Linked DNA regions of Mus musculus: region 1 is linked to region 2. The links are chromatin contacts, called in public HiChIP or PLAC-seq maps. All regions are on one chromosome and are shown on one strand. Each heading gives the region's core, a stretch centred on a gene start, on an enhancer-like site or on the middle of the called end of the contact. The rest is flanking DNA. Distances are from core to core; before and after follow the strand shown.

Region 1 (4,042 bases), core at 792-3,291, 72 kb after region 2:
CATTCACCGCGGTAACTGACATCCTTTCTGTTTAACAGACAAGCAAAAAGCAGCACTTCTAAGATCTTGGCTTCTGAACACTTGGTTTTTATGGTCTGTTCAGAATACACAAACCTACCTATGGTGCCAATAAACAAGCCATTTCTAGCTCATTTGCAAATAGCTGGCTATTTCCTCAAGGACATTCAGCCACAAATTTGTCCTCCACAACTCTGCCACTCATCAGTGTCCTGTGCTAACTTCTCCTCCCCCAAGCAGCACAAAACAAAACAAAAACAAAACAAACAAACAAATAAAAACCAAAACCAAGTCTTGGAGTTGATATCCTAATAGTTCTGACTTAAGAATGCCAGGTTTTTAGAAAAGATGATAGATCAGAACAACTGACTTCCAAGATAAGACTGAAGCAATAGTGCCTACCATGCCCAATGTCTTCTCAATTCTATTTTAGATTTTAAGTATTTCTGAGGAAATGCACGACACAGGCAACAGGGTACTCACTCTTGAGAAGTTCAGATCTTTGAGTCAAAAAAACTTACGGTGCAATGCACACTACACATCTGAATGGTAAAAGGCTATTTATTTGTGTTAAGTGGCCCCAAGTGGACTAGTTCCTTGAATTTACTTGCAAATCTTTTATTTTCCACAGAACTTTCCATTGTAGCATAGCTATGACAAAAGTACCATACATTTTCAAATCTGCACATGTAATCTCCCCACAGTCTCCTGTGCACGTGCCTTAGAAGTTCATGCACAATCTCAGAGCAGTGAGATGGGCCTCTCTGTTCTTGAGGAAGACAAATAATTTTGAGAAGAGTACAGCAATGCTTGACAAATCTCAGGCCATTCTAGTACTATCCTATAAATGTAGTAAAACTGAAGGCTGTCTTGTCCTAAAAGGTATCTTTAAAATAGTTTTAGACTTATTTTATGTGTTTTGCTCATAGATATGAACTGAAGTTATGCATGGTTGTATGCTGCCATCTGGGTGCTGGTAATCGAATCTGTGTCTTTTGCAAGAACAGGAAGTGCTCTTAACTGCTGAGCCATCTTTCTAGCACCCAAAAGATTCTTTTAAAAGGAGAGGTGTTTCAACTATCTCCCGCTCAGTATTTGATGCAGCCTATGCATCTGTTCATTTGTTCATTGTTCACTGCATCCATGGGTAGGTGAGCAAAACCCAACAGTTGTAAATGGAAGCCTCCATATAATACCTTTCTTACAATAAAATCAAATACTAGTTTCTAGATTCTGGTCCTACTCCAAGTTCCTGACTTCCAGGCTAATTTTCCTGGAAGTCAGCAATGCTAGCTCACGGAAAGTAAAAACCAGACTGCATTAAGATCATAGTGTCTATCAAATAGAGGAAAGTCCAGGAGGCTAACCTCAGGCAGTTCTAGCAAAGCCAAGCACGGTAGGTGGGCACTGCCTGCCAGAGGCCTGTGGGGGCAGAGTGTAGGGCTATACCAGGTCCTCCAGCACAACCAACCACCTAGAAGCAACCTGTTCCATTGGTCTGTGAATGATCAGAAGCCTGAGCTTGTAGCTCTGAATTCACCAGTTATTTTGGCTCTGTTTCCTACATTCTCATCTGTAAATGGAGATAATACCTGGCCCTCAGCAATGTTTCAAGACATCTGTGGTAAATACTGGATCTACATTCATACAGAGCCTAATCCATAGCATGGGCTTTGTGTTGGCCCAGAACCAAAATGTTCCAAAGACATGTGTGACCAGTAAACAAAGTGATTTTCACAAACAAAGTCCACCATCGTCAGTGGACTGACAAAAGTCAAGTCTACTTTCTGCTCCCCTTTAGGAGAGCATTAATGGAAATCCTATTCGTTTTTAACAGCAGGAAATGTGCTAAGCCAAGAAAAAGGGAGTATGAAGCATCAGAATCATGCTTCATCTTTGACTCTCAAATTAAGTGGGCAGGTTTGTCAAGCTTGTCATGTGGATTCTGCCTATGGGATAGAGACGGGGGCAGGTCTCTAGCTGAAGGCTCTTAAGTATTTGACGGAAACACAGACCACATCACAGAGAACCAGAGGCAGACCTTTAGTGAGCACACTTCACTCTGGAACAAAGCTACTGGGCTTCTCTTCTGGTGAGTCATTTGCTTTCTTTTGCTGCATCTCTCATTCCTGTCTGCAGCAGGACCTGTGTATACGGTGCGAGCTACTGAATTCAGCTAGCCATGGCTCCCATCCCTCACTGCCATGGTTGCTGCAAGGGTTGGAGAAATGTGAGAACTGCTTCATTGGTTCTGGAATATAGCAAGTGGTTATAAAAGGATGGGAAAGGTAGTAACGGTATAATCAGACCCACCTAGGAATCCAGAGCAGTCTAGTCACTGGTCTTCTATTTTTAATCAATCTTTTTCTATTTTGTATCTTAAAAAAGTTCTTTTGTATCTTAAAAAACAAGCTATAATCCACAATAACTATCTACTTTTTTCAATATAAATCAACACACAACTGTAGACATTATAGACTACAAATAAGTAAATAAACAAAACAGATGAAATAAGTAATTTATAATTTTGCCAAAGGCCAATGCTGACAGAATTTGGTCCTTTAAGACTAGAGTAAAAAAAAAATTACAAATGTTATTAAAGGGTCTTTAAACAAGAGCCTATAGAATATGTGGTTCATGAAGCCTTAGAATTATAGCTGTATGGACTTTATTTCTCAGAGAAGGTCTACAGCTTCAATGAGATTCTCAAAGAGGTTTGTGACCACAAAAGGTTAAGTGTCAGGTGTGGCAGCAATCCCAGACCTTTGGAGGTGGAAGCAGGAAGATCAGAAGTATCATCTATTTGTTATAACAGTAATAGCCCATGGTGGGTTTGTGTGTGTGTGTGTGTTTCTCATATTTTTTTCTGTTTTCAGCAATTTAAATATACTGAAACTTCCAAAATAATTAGAAGTACTTCTTAAATATTTGGGTTACATTTTATGCTTTACATACAATTATAATTTGCTATTGGGCTTTTTAAAAAAAACATATCAAAAGTTTCATTACTGTTTCATTTTCCTTAATCAATATTTCAATTATAAAGAAATGTTAACTTTTTTTTATAAGAGACAGTGATTTTGTGTGCTTATGGTTGTAAAGCAAGCATTCTACTGACAGTCATCTCCCCAATCTAGTGAATTTCAATATTCTATTTGTATAGTCTAGTCCCTATCTACTAACATAACAGTGAATACGGATTTGTACATTTTCTGAAGAGCCATGCTAAGGTTGGATTCAGAAAAGAATAGGACAACAAAAAAGCAAATACAAGTGAGGTAACAACAGAGAACTGGAGGTAACTCTTGGGAAAGCAAAGGTGTTTCATATTTTAAAGGGTGAAAAAGAAATCATCCCCATGTGAGTCAATATGATACACACAAATACCTGACACTCCTTTAGCACCTCAGAAGGCTATGGGGCCGGATGCCTACCATCAGCTTATCAAGACCAGAGATCTATCCCGAGGTCTGGGTGTGGGGACTAGTTACTGAGTAGCCTAGTTTTAAAGGCAAGGTCCTTCCTTGATGGTGAGAAAAGGCATTATGGCTCTAGGGAAGGTATAAGTTCCAGAAGTGTTAGGGTGGACACTATTTCCGCTTAGGACTCAATTTTAGAGCAAGAAATGACCACATGGATTAAAAGGAAAGGATGTCTTCAACTTTTACATATCCTCATCTGACCAGGTAATATTTTGTCTTGGTAAATCTTACAGAAGTTCTGCCCAAACACTTCTTAAGGCATCTTTTAGAACCTTCACTGGCAGGATATGGATCTAGGACACTGGCAAGGTTGGCCTGGCACTCTCGGGCCAAACGCTGTGATAGTTGCCCATACAATCAGGCCACAGGTTATATTACCCCATGTCCTGCTTGTGGTCCTTGGTAGTCACAGGGCAAAGCAGGGTCAGAAACATAACAACCATGGAGGATCAAGTCCTGGGCAAGAAAGGCAGGCATGTGGCCTCTGCTGCAAACCTATTCAGCAGCCACTCCACCTCATGTGCCATTCTAACTGGCCTTCC
Region 2 (4,118 bases), core at 818-3,317:
GGGGACTCAGTTCTCAGGGTCTGTGCAGGAAACAAGGAGTGGCTGAACTACTCACTCCATAGGAACCAGTGGTGATTTTCTCACTTTAATCTTGAAAATCACTAGTTTTCTTCTGCTGTTAGGAGAGATTTTCAAGTTAGGTCTCCCCAGCCAATTCCAGAGAAGTCCATTGCCAGCATGTTTACACTTGCCTCTCCTTTGAGCCTATTTCTTCTGTGCTTTTACTGGAGATGATTTTTTTAGAGACAAGATATTAAAGAAAGTGACAAATCTGACCAGGGCCCAGCACACTGCTATGTGTGAAGTGTTTTCAGTGTGAAGGCAAGGACAACTTCCAGAAATAAAAACAAGCCTGGGGAGTGGGGCTTACCCAAGGCCAATGTCAGCACTGAGAGTGCTTGTGGGCACTGGAGTTGTTTTGAAAGACTCAAAATGAAAGGACAAAACCCTGACAGAGACAGAAACTTCAGAGGGCAAAAGTTTAAGAAGGGATTTATTTTTAATGTGAAGAGAGAGGGTAGATTATGAGTAAAACTAAAAACTGTAGTTCAGATACAAAGCTCTAGGAAGTCCTAAGCTTTGTGTTTTGCTGCCTGGTTGTCTATTCTGGGTCAGAAGCTAGCCAGGTATACCTGCCTGGTAACTAGAAGATGTTCTGCTAGTCTAAGAGAAAGATCATTGGATGTGTGCAGAGGAAAGATGAAGGATAGATTGCTGGCACTAAAAGAGTTGGTTTGCATGTATTGTGCATACAAAGGTATATTTATGCATGTGTTTTTACACTGATGCCAGAGGCAAAATCAAAAACCAGTAGGCACATTGCTGAGAACAAAAACTCTCACCATTTTTTTTTTTCAGTACAAACTAAAACAGGCAACTGGTTTAAGGTCCACGACTTTCTAAGGCTTTGTGAATCGCATCTTTCTGTATAACCAATTGAAAGAATTTACTCATCTTTTACCTAAAAAAGAAACCTGCTCATAGAAGCTGAAAGCTGGCAGGGAAGTGCTCAGCTTGTTATAAATGTGTTCTATATAAAGTTCCCCCTTTTGTGGCTAGCCTAAAGTTCTGTGCTATGGTTGAAATACTTCTTAATTTTTATTTTATGGGTATAAGTGTTTGCCTGCATATACGTATTTGTATCACATGTATGGGTCGTACCTTCTGAGGCCAGGAGAGGACATTGGATCCCCTGGAACTGGGCTTACAGATGCTTGCATTTTGCTTTTTGAGTTCTGGGAACCAAATGTGGATTCTCCACAAGAACAGCAGATGTTGGATTTCCCATCTGATGGTTATTATCTTTGTTATGGAGCTCACTTTTTGATTGAAGATATAAATATCACACATGGCTGATTATGAAGTTTAGGTGACCAAGTTTGTTAATTTGTCCAGCAAATGCACACTGTATATGTGATATGCATGCCAGGCACCAGCTAAGGCTCAGGGTCACAATAGTGAGATAGATGGGTACCTGCTCTTGAGAGCCAAAGTGAGTAATAAGCCTAAGCACACTGATTCTATGGATTGATTTTCCTTTGAAGAAACTCACAAATTCATGTTAGCCTCCAAATCCTCCATCTGTAATACCAGAAATGCATAGAAGAGCCAGAGAATGCTTCAATTTTGCTCCAGGGTGACTGATAGACAGACCTGAGCTGTGTACAAAGTGAGGTGCTATGGTGCTGTGATCTCTCTTCAGGCATACCTCCTTAGGGAGGGGAACAGAGGTGATACAAGACAGTCAAACTGAAACCCATTATGGTATCATGCAGGGTGTGGAAGATACAAGATTCTGGTCTTTTAACGATGATATTGGGTCTGGGCAGTGTTTTCCCCTCAAGCCACAGTGAAGAAACACTATCTTACTAGAGGAATTATCTAGAAGGAATACTGCTTCTCTGGTTTTTACTATTTTGACATATGGGAACGAAGAAAGGCTAGACCTGATCAAACTGCCACTAAGGAAAAAAATGGTTTTTGTGGCTTGGAAACTTCTTAAAGTGTGGGCCAATCAATGCCTTTGAACTCAGGCTTAAGATTCTCTACTTGTTGCTTGTACAGTCACTGGCGGTTAGGAAGGATGCCCAGCATGGCCTGCAGCCTTCCTTCAGAGGGGGAATTCTCTTGTATCTTGATGCAGGCAGAACACACACACACACACTCACACACACACACACACACACACACACACACACACACACACACACACACACACGAGATGGATACTGTTGGCATTTCACCTAGGCTCCACCTCATAGTTGTCTGGCAACAGTCAGGTATGCCTGACTCACTATAAAAGGGGCTGCTTGCCCCTCCTCTCTCTCTTGCCCTCTTTTCCTCTTGCTCTTGTTTCCTTACCTTCTTACCACTCTCTCCCCATTCCCCTCCCCCTTTCTCTCCACGTGCTCATGGCCGGCCTCTACTCCTCTATTCCTCTCCTCTCCTCTCCTTCCCCTGCTCCTCCTCCTCCTGTCTCTGTCTCTGTCTCTATCTCTCCTTTTCTCTGTCTCTGTTGCCCCCTCAACTCCCATCCATATGCCCTAAATAAACTATTCTCAGGGGGAAGGGATACCTCAGCAATGGCCCACAGAGGCACCCCGTTTCCCCACATCATACTGCACTTCCACCAAACATATCCCTGGCTTCTCTTTCATTTTATAAAACACAACGGATACCCTGCTAGTTGATTTGACCATTGTGTTGTGAGAAAGGCATGCTTCCTCTTTCCAGAATGCTTTGTATTATACTTGGATCCTCCCTTGTTCTGAAATTTGGTTTTATGTGAACTCAGTTTTGTCTGTATTGGAGTCTGGTGAGAAAAATATTATCATGGGATCCAAGAATACTCCAATAAAGAGACATTTGCTGAGTGTATAATTCATAGCTCCACAAAGATACTCCTAAAAGAAAAAGACAGAAACTTATCTGAGGAAGCTTATATCAACTCTGACATCATGCAATGTACATGGAGATATATTTAATGCCTTTTGAGTGGGAACGATATTTCTTTTTGTTTGTTTTTTGTTTTTTTTTTTCATGGATTGAATGACTTATTATTATTAAGATGTCAATACTAACAAAAACTACCTATAGATTTAACTTAATCCCTATCAGAATACACTGCCTTTTTTTGTATTCTTTCGAAATGTCATAGATGTATGCAATGGATCTTGATTGCACTCAATCTTGACTCTTTCTCACCTACTTCACCTGGTTCTCCGCCCCAATACATATCCCTTCTAGCTTCAAGTCTTCTTTTTATAAACCACTAAGTCCTCACTGGTGTCCAAGTGCACATAGCTGTTGGGAGGTTTACTGGGACATGGGCAATCTGCTAGTGGCTACCCTGTAAAGGAAAGCTACTCTGTATCCCAGAGAAGGCACTAATTGCCAATACCTACTCAGCTGATCTTAGGCCTCAGGAGCCTCTTCTGCCTCCATCTTGGAATCTTTTACTAGCATGATTTTATGCAGGCCTTGTGCAGATAACTACAGTTAGCATGTGTTCATATGTGCAACTATCATGTCAGGAACAGAAGACAAGTTTTGCTGCAATCATCTACTTCCTCTGACACTTAGCATCCTGTCTCCTCTTCTTCAGTGATCCCCGAGCTGTGGATGATGGGAGATTGATACAGAGGTCCCATCTATGGATGAGTGCTTACAGTCACTTACTCTGAGCACTTTGACCAGCTATATGAATCTCTTCATTAACTGCTACCCACAGCAGTAAAAAGCTTCTCTGGCCAAGGTTGAGAGCAGTACAGATCTGGGTAGCTGGATACGATGCACTTTCTTCCACCTCACACTTGAGAATTTGGATCAGTGTGTAGAAATTGGGATGCTAACAAGTTCTTCAATTGATTCTGAACCCAGTGATTCAAAGATGCCATCGTAAGTGAACACACTGAGGCACAAATGTTGATATAAAACCTCGGATCTTGCCAGGTCTGGTATGTCCTGCTCATCAATCCTCCTGGTGGGGAAGATAAAGCAAAGAAAGCTTTCTAGAAGTAACTATGATGGATGAAGTGGCTGCTGAAGAAAAGAGTAAGATTTTCAAATACAGCAATAGGGAAGACTGCTTTTCTTTTCTTTTATTGAAAATGGATTCT

The links. HiChIP or PLAC-seq counts read pairs in DNA pulled down with a chosen protein or histone mark.
Region 1: a BATF HiChIP or PLAC-seq map of CD8 T cells shows a contact between it and region 2, with 7 read pairs. The contact joins the promoter of Cxcr6 here to the enhancer-like site in region 2. A contact is called at or near these places in 16 of 39 promoter capture datasets (3T3-L1-derived adipocytes, the HPC-7 cell line, HPC-7-derived erythroid cells and 12 more), 1 of 15 datasets of contacts at CTCF or cohesin (CD8 T cells), 7 of 484 Hi-C or Micro-C datasets (the AML12 cell line, CD4 T cells, CD8 T cells and 4 more), 2 of 115 datasets of contacts at active chromatin or transcription factors (CD8 T cells and embryonic stem cells) and 1 of 9 other capture datasets (adipose tissue).

What each region holds. Positions count from the first base shown.
Region 1 is chr9:123,804,436-123,808,477 of GRCm38.p6, forward strand. Cxcr6 (chemokine (C-X-C motif) receptor 6) reads left to right here and starts at 2,042. Exons shown (of 2, transcript NM_030712.4): 1 at 2,042-2,110. The region is part of intron 14 of Fyco1 (FYVE and coiled-coil domain containing 1); the gene reads right to left.
Region 2 is chr9:123,732,289-123,736,406 of GRCm38.p6, forward strand. No RefSeq gene overlaps it. Among named protein-coding and RNA genes, the nearest start is that of Lztfl1, 17 kb to the left of the region's middle. Within about 2 kb of position 2,068, at least 11 of the 459 cell types and tissues checked have an H3K27ac peak or open chromatin away from gene starts, as enhancers often do. A contact at or near this core is called in CD8 T cells, where this site is marked.